Regions from separate parts of the Mus musculus genome. Here region 2 is linked to region 1. The links are chromatin contacts, called in public HiChIP or PLAC-seq maps. All regions are on one chromosome and are shown on one strand. The core of a region is the stretch at or near the end of the contact, and the rest is flanking DNA. Distances in the headings are between cores, read along the strand shown.

Region 1 (3,964 bases), core at 174-2,673:
GGAAGGAGCTTCCTCAATTCCAAGACTACAGACAAGGATCACCATACCCAGCTGCAGGGTTGCTTTAAGAAAAGCCTTTAAAATCTTGTCCTCTAGTTTTCTTAGCAATAAACTACAGAGACACTTAAAGTTTACCTACCCATATTAAAAATTCTTTTAACAAACTTTCAAAGTGGCCTTTTTCTCTTAACAGTGGGTTCGGATTATGACAGGCAGTTCTGATGGTGAACGAAGTATAGGTAAGGGTGTGGGAATCCAAGCCGGACCTGGTGGCACACGCCTTTAATCTCAGCACTCGGGAGGCAGAGGCAGGAGGATTTCTGAGTTCAAGGCCAGCCTGGTCTACAGAGTGAGTTCCAGGACAGCCAGGGCTATATAAAGAAACCCAATCCACCTGCCTCTGCCTCCCGAGTGCTGGGATCAAAGGTGTGCGCCTCCACCACCTGGTTTTAGAGTCTCTTTTGGTGTTATCAGCTCAAATAAGACAGCTGTCTGTCATTAAAGTACATGTATTTGGTGCTTGGCTTTCTCTCTTGAGGCATTTCCCTGTAGCCATGCCCTGACAGTGACGAATGTAGTGAAACTGTAAGAAGGAATAAATGATGAACTACGCTGGCAGGAGCCAGAGTGGATTAGAGCACGGGGCAGAGGGCTTGACCACCGTGCATAGCACTTAAAAAGAGCTCTATACAACTAAGCCTTACTGTAGCCTTGGTTATTTTATTTCCCTTTTTAAGTTAACAACTGGATAAAAGAGTATGGATATTTTGCAATTCTTATATCATCAAGCAATTTTTCATAAACATTGAATTAAAAATTCTTTAGCTCATATAATATTGAATCTGTTCAACTACTTACTAAATCCCATTTTATGACATTTGTTCATTAGCTAACAATGGTGTTGTAAGTTTTGTTTACTTTTCTCTAACTGATAATGAGGCTGTAGATTTTTCCCTGGCATACTGTGATACTTGTGTCCTCTGGCAGGAAGTCCCTGGCAAGTCAAGTTACTTTCCTAATTTAGAAATGTCTTCTTGAGGATGTGAAAGTCTCTGTGTGCAGAGTTACATGGGAGGAGGGGGCCACACTGATGTGCTTTCTGCAAATGGTGACTTCATGCACTCTACTCTCAGCACAATGTCCTGCTAGGAAAAAGATCATGAAACTTAAATAGGAGGAGGAGCGGGGCCCAGGCAAGCAGAGGGGGGCCCACTGGGACATAACCTGAGGCACAGCTGCTCCAGGGGCACTCGCTGGATTTCTGGGAGCTGCTGCTTCAGAAGCTGGTGGTTGTAGTGGTGGCTCGTGAACAAGTGGAAGCAGACCCCTGATGCGACTCGGCCAGCTCGGCCTTTCCTCTGCAGAGCGTTGGCCTGAGACACGAACGTGTCCTCTAGACTTTCCATTCCTTTGCCTGCGTCGTATCTGGAAAGGAAAAGGAAATGCAAGCTTGAGTGATTCTGTGTGCATGAGTAATTCTTCAGACACTATCTCTCTCCACCCCCTCCATTAGTCTTTCTCTCTGAGACAAGGTCCCTCTTACAGGCCTGGGACTCGCCCAGTGGGGTAGGCTGGCTGACCAGTGAACATCAGTGATTCTCCTGTCTCTCCTTCCCCAGAACGGATGATACAAGTGCATGGTGCCACCTCTAGCTTTTTTCTTTTCTTTTCTTTTTCTTTTTTCTCTTCTCTTTTCTTCCTTCAATCCCTCCTTCTCTCCCCTCTTTCTTTCTTTTCTCTTCTTTCTCTTTCTTTCATTCTCTCCCTCTCTCTCCCCTTCCCCTCTCCCTCTTTCCCAGCTTCCCCCTCCCTCCCCGCCTTCCTTTTGAGACATGGTTTCTGTGTGTAGCCTTGGCTGTCCTCCAACTCACAGAGATCCACCTGCCTCTGCCTCCTGAGCACTGAGATCAAAGGCGTGCGCCACCACTGCCCGGCTCTTCCTTCCTTCTTAAGTGTGGTTCTGGGGATTGAGCATAGTTCCTGCAAGTGCTTTACTGAGCTACATTTAAGAATGTTGTCAAGACGACGGGGCACAGACAAGTGATCTTCCACCTTATTCCTGAGCTGTACAGTCTGGTCTACTGTGGGACCGTGGTGTAATTACTGCTGTGATGACTTAGGTCCGGTCTACTGTGGGACCATGGTGTAATTACTGCTGTGATGACTTAGGTCCGTCAGACACCACACACACTTGCTTTAGCCATTTCCTTCTCATCCAAGCTCATGGAAAAGTCACCTGGGAAAATGAATCCATTGCTTGTGATTGTGCATCCGTGTTTGACTTTCACATTCATGACGCTGGCCATGGAACCACATACAATATTCCTTTAGAGCACCGTGGCAGTAACCATTAAGAGCCGTGTTATCCTAAAAGAGGTTAGTCCCTCTGTTACTTCACCTACCTCTTTTCTTTCATCTTCCCAGAATCGATGACATACACAACATCATCAATGGTTATAGACGTCTCAGCAATGTTGGTGGAAATGATAATCTTAGTTACACCCATTGGAGGTTTCACAAACACCGCCTGCTGCTCTTCGCTGGATAATGATGAGTGCAGCGGGTGAATTACACATCTAAAAGGAAGTGCAGCACAGTAAGGACTCGGGCATGAGCCTTTGAGACTGACCGACCTTGCTGGGTACAGTTCTACTGAAATTAATTAAATGACTTCAAGAGTTGTGGCGGTTTGAATATGCTTGGCCCATGGGAAGTGGCACTATTAGGGGGTGTGGCCTTATTGGAGGTGTAGCTTTGTTAGAGGAAGTCTGTCACTGTGGAGGTGGGGCTTTGAGGTCTCATTTGTATACTTAAGTCAGGCCAGTGAGAGCTAGACACATTTCCTCCTGCTGTCTTTGGGTGAAGATATAGAACTCTCAACTCTTTCTCAGCACCCTGTCTGCCTGGGGCTGCCATGCTTCCTACCATGACGATAATTGACTGAACCTCTAAACCTGTAAGCTAGCCCTAGTCAACTCTTGTCCCTCATAAGAGCTGCCATGGTCATGGTGTCTCTTCTCATCAATGGAAATCCCAAGACAGCATCTGTCAGCTTTGAGCACAGCTTTCAAGGCTTAGCTCTTCAAGGTATGCGGGCTCCTTCTGTTCTCATAAAATACAGTCTTCCAGAAACAAAAACCTTGTACCGACCTGGGAAGCGTTCTGGGGTTATTCAGTAGTAAACCACCAAGAGGAATAAATGAATGATATTTTATAAGTAACGAGACTAAAACAAACTAACCAGCCAAGAATATTCTTTTGCCTTAAGTCCAGGGAAAGGGGGGCGAAGTGTGATGCAAGCTAGGGCAGTCATTGCTAAGTTGTTAGCTAGCTTTGCCCTCCTATGTGACGGCACATCCAGTGATCTCTCAAAACGGCAGCCTTTCTTTGTTAGAATTAATGCTGGCTTGCTCCAGCTCTCCCTCCTCAGAAATCGGACAACTGAAACTGCACGCAGCTCTGCTGAGTCACTATGATAAGTGAAGACAAATGTCTGTCCTTGACGGAGTGCAGGAACAGTTCCTGGAGCACAGAGGTCTCCCCTTTCTAGCTGGCATAAACAATCGCATGCTTGCGAGGTGACATCACAGTCTAAGGAGGGTGAGGCCGGCCGCCCGTAGGGACCTCCAGCTCTTCATCTCCAGCGATGGCTGCAGTGTATGACTGCAGATAAAAAGCAAGTGGCTTACCGGTGACTGCGTCTGTTGTTGAAAAGAGAGTTAGACTGTAGCTGCTCATAAAGCATCTTGATTTCTGCCAGCCCTGGTAAGAACACAAGGACAGCGCCTGGGAATAAAGAACGAATAAACAAACAAACAAACAAATGAACGAACGATCAAGGAAAGCTAACAGAGGTCACAAGATTGTTTTTAAACCTACAATCTGGTAACTTTTCACTATCAGCTTTTCTTTGGAAAACGTCAGTATTTAAATGAATATGAAATCACATTTTTTGTATATACTC
Region 2 (4,100 bases), core at 1,582-4,081, 120 kb after region 1:
CATGTGGCCTCTCCAGTGAGAGATCCAAACCTCGTGAACCTGTCTGGTGGGCATTTGCTCTCTGGCGGGCGGAATCTCTGATGTTCTATCTGCAGAGCTGACGGGACTTTGAAGAGTGACTGCTTGTTTCTCTTATGCAGGGTGATGAAGAGATTAAGTCGGATATCTACACTCTGTTTTTCCACATAGTACAGCGTATCCCCGAATATCTGATACATCTGCAGGTGAGCCTGATTGGACAAGCCAACAGTCTACACACTGAACTAGTTTTTTTGGCTCCCAATAATATATATTGTAAAAGTGCAAGGACTCATTGATAATTTCTAAGAAGTATTCACATGACTTAGGTTGTCATGGTTACAGCACGCCCACCACACTATGGAGAACCAGCTAAAAAGTCTATTCTTGAAATTTTTGTTTTATGGTACTTGTCTTTGACGTTCCATCTTCCATCCAACTTACCAGCAATCTCCACTTTTGGGGGTCTAGAATCTTTTATAAACACTCTTGATAGCATCTAAGTACCTAATTCACTCTCCTGCTCTTCAGTTCTACCACCATCTGAATGTCACCTCTGGCCGCTTAATTTCTGTTTACGTGCCCACTCAACTACTATCCTGATGGCTTCAGCTTGGCTTGGGTCCAGGGTTCCCTCATACAGTGCTCATACTTTATGTCTCAGTAGAGCCACGAGGAGCAGATGAACAAATTCTCAATGTAACTTTCTATGGAACGTGTAGACCTGTTAGAAGACGTGGAAGTGAGAGTCTAACGCCTTCTTTCTGGAGGTGTCTCTTCCTCCTGCTACCCAGCTGTGCAGGTTTAAGGGTTGACTGAGCTTAAGTAGCTCGGTGACGAGTCTTAGAAAGGCTGTGATGAACGTCAGCTAGAACAGGCCAGAGTCAGTGTGGAGCTCTCCCCCTGGATAGAGCTTCAGCTCCCAAAATATTTTCTCACAGCAGCTATCTTATGGGTCCTTTCAGCAGTTTCACAGGTGTTATGGTTGCTCCTTGTCATAAGGACACAGAAGACCAAAGAGGTCTCAGTACTGTGTTCACAACAGCACACCTAGTAGGCAAAAACCCTGGTCTGAAGGCCAGGCTTTGCAGACACCAGGCCTGCTACTATCTCGTTCACATTCAATTCTTCTGTCATTTACTAGACCTAAAGGAGATCACTGAGCTCCATGTCTCAGTGTCCTTCCTTATTATATAGAGGTCACTTCTATACCCATCTGGGTTGTGATAAAAACTAAATAAGATAATGAATATAAAAGAGCTTAGCTCCTGTTAATGGCAAGGGGTCAACAGATAAATAATACAGTTTTCACAATCAAAATCAAATTAATATTCCACTGTAGCCTGTAAGATCGTTTATTCCCTTGTGTACTACTATAATGACATGCCTGAGGCTGGGTTGTTTTTTTAAGGGAAGAGGTTTATTTTGGATCACAGTTTTGAAGGCCCCAAAGCATGGTGCTAGCATTGGTTTCTGGTGACCCTCCTCATGGTAAATGCGGTAATAGCAAAGATAATAGTGACTGGTCACACCATATGAAAAAGAAGTAACGGGGCGGTGCCCAGGCTTACTTTCCTGTGACTATTTTTTTTCCTCATCAGAGCCCACTCTATTAAACCAGTATTAATTCCTTCATGAGGATGGTCAGCCCCCAATCACGTTTCACTAGATCCCACCTCTTAAAGGTCCCGTATCTTTAAAAAATCATTGCACTGTAGATTAAGCTTCCATAACCTTTGGGAGATAGACAACATCTAAACCATAGCATCAGCTGATATGGTAGGAGAGGCCACCATCTACCCCACCCATCCCACAGGCTTACTCATGCCTGTCATTCTTACCACTGGTCTGACTCCTGTAAGTGTTGCTTATAGATAGATAATAATTGTTAGAATATATCTGTTATCTCAGACAATGTTGCTTATAGATAGATAATAATTGTTAGAATATGTCTGTTATCTCATACATCTAATTATTGGGTCTAACTTTTCAAGATGGAATTACATTCCGTCACATGCAAGTAAACTAGGACCGAATGACTTCTTTTGATGTGATGGCTGAGCTTCCAGCTGATTGGCTAGATAGTGGAGCATGTGTTGTTTAGATGGAAGGGCTACAGAACTCACAGTAGCTTAAAGCGGGGTTCAGAAGAGGTAAAGCAACTACAGTCTAGTCGTGTAACCCTGCTTCCTTCTTCCTTCCATCCAGAATGTTCTGAAGTTCACAGAGCAGGAGCACCCAGACTATTACCTCCTACTTGTGTGTGTTCAGCGCCTCCGAGTGTTTATCTCTCATTATACCCTGCTGTTTCAATGCAATGAAGATTTGCTTATTCAGAAACGGAAAAAACTCAAAAAGTAAGGTTGTGACGGTGCCATACCTGACAGAGGTGCCTGAGAAGAGGGCACAGGCCATCACTTGTGTTGAGTGCTGGAGTGGAGTGAAGGGAGTTGGAAGGAAAGGGTGGGGATGGGAAGGCAAGGCTAGCCACAGGAGGGACACACCTATGGCCCAGTGGAAATAACTTTACAAGAAAAGCACTTGGACTCCATTGTCCCCTCTTAAGTTGTTTCCTTCACTTCCTAGGTCCAAGATTGCAATGTAATGGTCTGAATATAGTTTCCTGCATTAATGTAACAAACATTTATTGAACACCTGTTGACTGTTAGGTACTGTTCTACCCAGTGAATATACAATGACATAGCCATAAACCTGTCACATGGGACTTAGCTTTAGGGCTGCACAGTGGAGAGTAAGTTAGATGTTAATGAGTGGCAAAGATAAAAGTGTTGGGGTGGATACGCCTGAGTAGATTTCACAGAATATAGAAAAAGAGAGTAGGCGCCATCTGGACCTTGGGGAATAGAAGCAACCTACAGCACAGCTTCCTAATGACCTAGGTTTCCTTAAACATCCCAGCCTATCTGGAGAATATTGTCATTTCTCTAGAGGTTTCCAACTAGAAAGACAGCTATCTCCTAACCCAGTGCTCTCCTGACGGTGTCTCCCAGGCCCACCCTGGATCCTCAATCTCTTTTCAGCCAACTGCCAGCTATTATGTAAGCAATCTGGCTTATAGAGGGCTGGGGACAGCGAGCCCTTCACAGAAAGCTTGATCTGAGAGACAAATCTATTTTTCTTGCATAATCTCTGTATTCACAGAGCCAGTCTTGCACTGTACAACCTGAGACTATTTCGATTCTCTTAGGTCATCTATGGCAAAGCTGTACAAAGGGCTGGCTTCCCAGTGTGCCAATGCTGGCCAAGATGCTTCCCCCAATGCAGGCCAGGAGGCTGTCCACGACAGTGGGGTCCACTCAGAAGAAATGCTCCAACCCTATCCTTCCTCTTCCAGTTCCGCCCCTGCTGTCTCGTGAGTATCTGTTGCTATGGAAACATTAACAGTATTGGCCTTGTAGATGATTTGTATAGGTGAGCAAGCGGTCCTGGATTAGAAATGTGCTCTGCAGACCTCCACCTTCTCCCTTGCCCCATTGTTTCCATATTAACAGCCAAGCAGTTGATCATCAAGACGTTTGACGGATCCCAGAGAAAGACGAGGCAGATTTAGAAAGTGCTAACAGGTGGCTTCTGGGCAGTGGTGCATCCCTTTAATCTCCACACTTGGGAGGCAGAGGTAGGCAGATCTCTGAGTTCAAGGCCAGCCTGGACTACAGAGTGAGTCCCAAGGCAGCCAGAGCTACATAATAGAGTCCTTGTCTCAATTTAAAAAAAAAAGTATTAAGAGGTGGAAAGTAGAAATTCACTTTGAGTATTACTTCAACTCTTTAATTAGTGTGAAGTGTTTATTCTCCTTCAAGTACAACAGGTCGAGGGGGAAAGATGTGCATCACACCCGGGCCAAACTTTGGCTGTTTCTACACTCTTCCAGAGTAAAGAGCACTGATGTAAAGTCACTTTACTTTCTTCACATCTGTAAACTTAAAGCCCTAAGTCCCACTCGAAGATGTCTTGCAATGCCTTAAAATATTGTTAGTATTCACATGTGCATCCATATATAATCCTGACGGAATTAAAATATAAATAAGAATAACCACTTTGGTCAGTGTGCAGTAGCTCAT

Evidence for each region. HiChIP or PLAC-seq counts read pairs in DNA pulled down with a chosen protein or histone mark.
Region 2: a contact with region 1 is called in an H3K4me3 HiChIP or PLAC-seq map of the 230-238 cell line, with 10 read pairs. The contact joins two enhancer-like sites. A contact is called at or near these places in 1 of 39 promoter capture datasets (the C10 cell line), 1 of 484 Hi-C or Micro-C datasets (embryonic stem cells), 2 of 115 datasets of contacts at active chromatin or transcription factors (the 230-238 cell line and embryonic stem cells) and 3 of 9 other capture datasets (adipose tissue, liver and pancreatic islet).

Annotation. Positions count from the first base shown.
Region 1 is chr17:80,251,863-80,255,826 of GRCm38.p6, forward strand. It overlaps Dhx57 (DEAH (Asp-Glu-Ala-Asp/His) box polypeptide 57), which reads right to left. Exons shown (of 24, transcript NM_001163759.1): 14 at 3,690-3,786; 15 at 2,403-2,576; 16 at 1,225-1,425. Among named protein-coding and RNA genes, the nearest start is that of Gm52289, 21 kb to the left of the region's middle. Within about 2 kb of position 1,424, at least 57 of the 459 cell types and tissues checked have an H3K27ac peak or open chromatin away from gene starts, as enhancers often do. A contact at or near this core is called in the 230-238 cell line, where this site is marked.
Region 2 is chr17:80,368,045-80,372,144 of GRCm38.p6, forward strand. Arhgef33 (Rho guanine nucleotide exchange factor (GEF) 33) reads left to right here. Exons shown (of 18, transcript NM_001145452.1): 12 at 141-224; 13 at 2,227-2,375; 14 at 3,227-3,391. It overlaps Gm10190 (predicted gene 10190), which reads right to left. Exons shown (of 1, transcript NR_028385.1): 1 at 3,813-4,100. Among named protein-coding and RNA genes, the nearest start is that of Gm10190, 3.4 kb to the right of the region's middle. Within about 2 kb of position 2,832, at least 5 of the 459 cell types and tissues checked have an H3K27ac peak or open chromatin away from gene starts, as enhancers often do. A contact at or near this core is called in the 230-238 cell line, where this site is marked.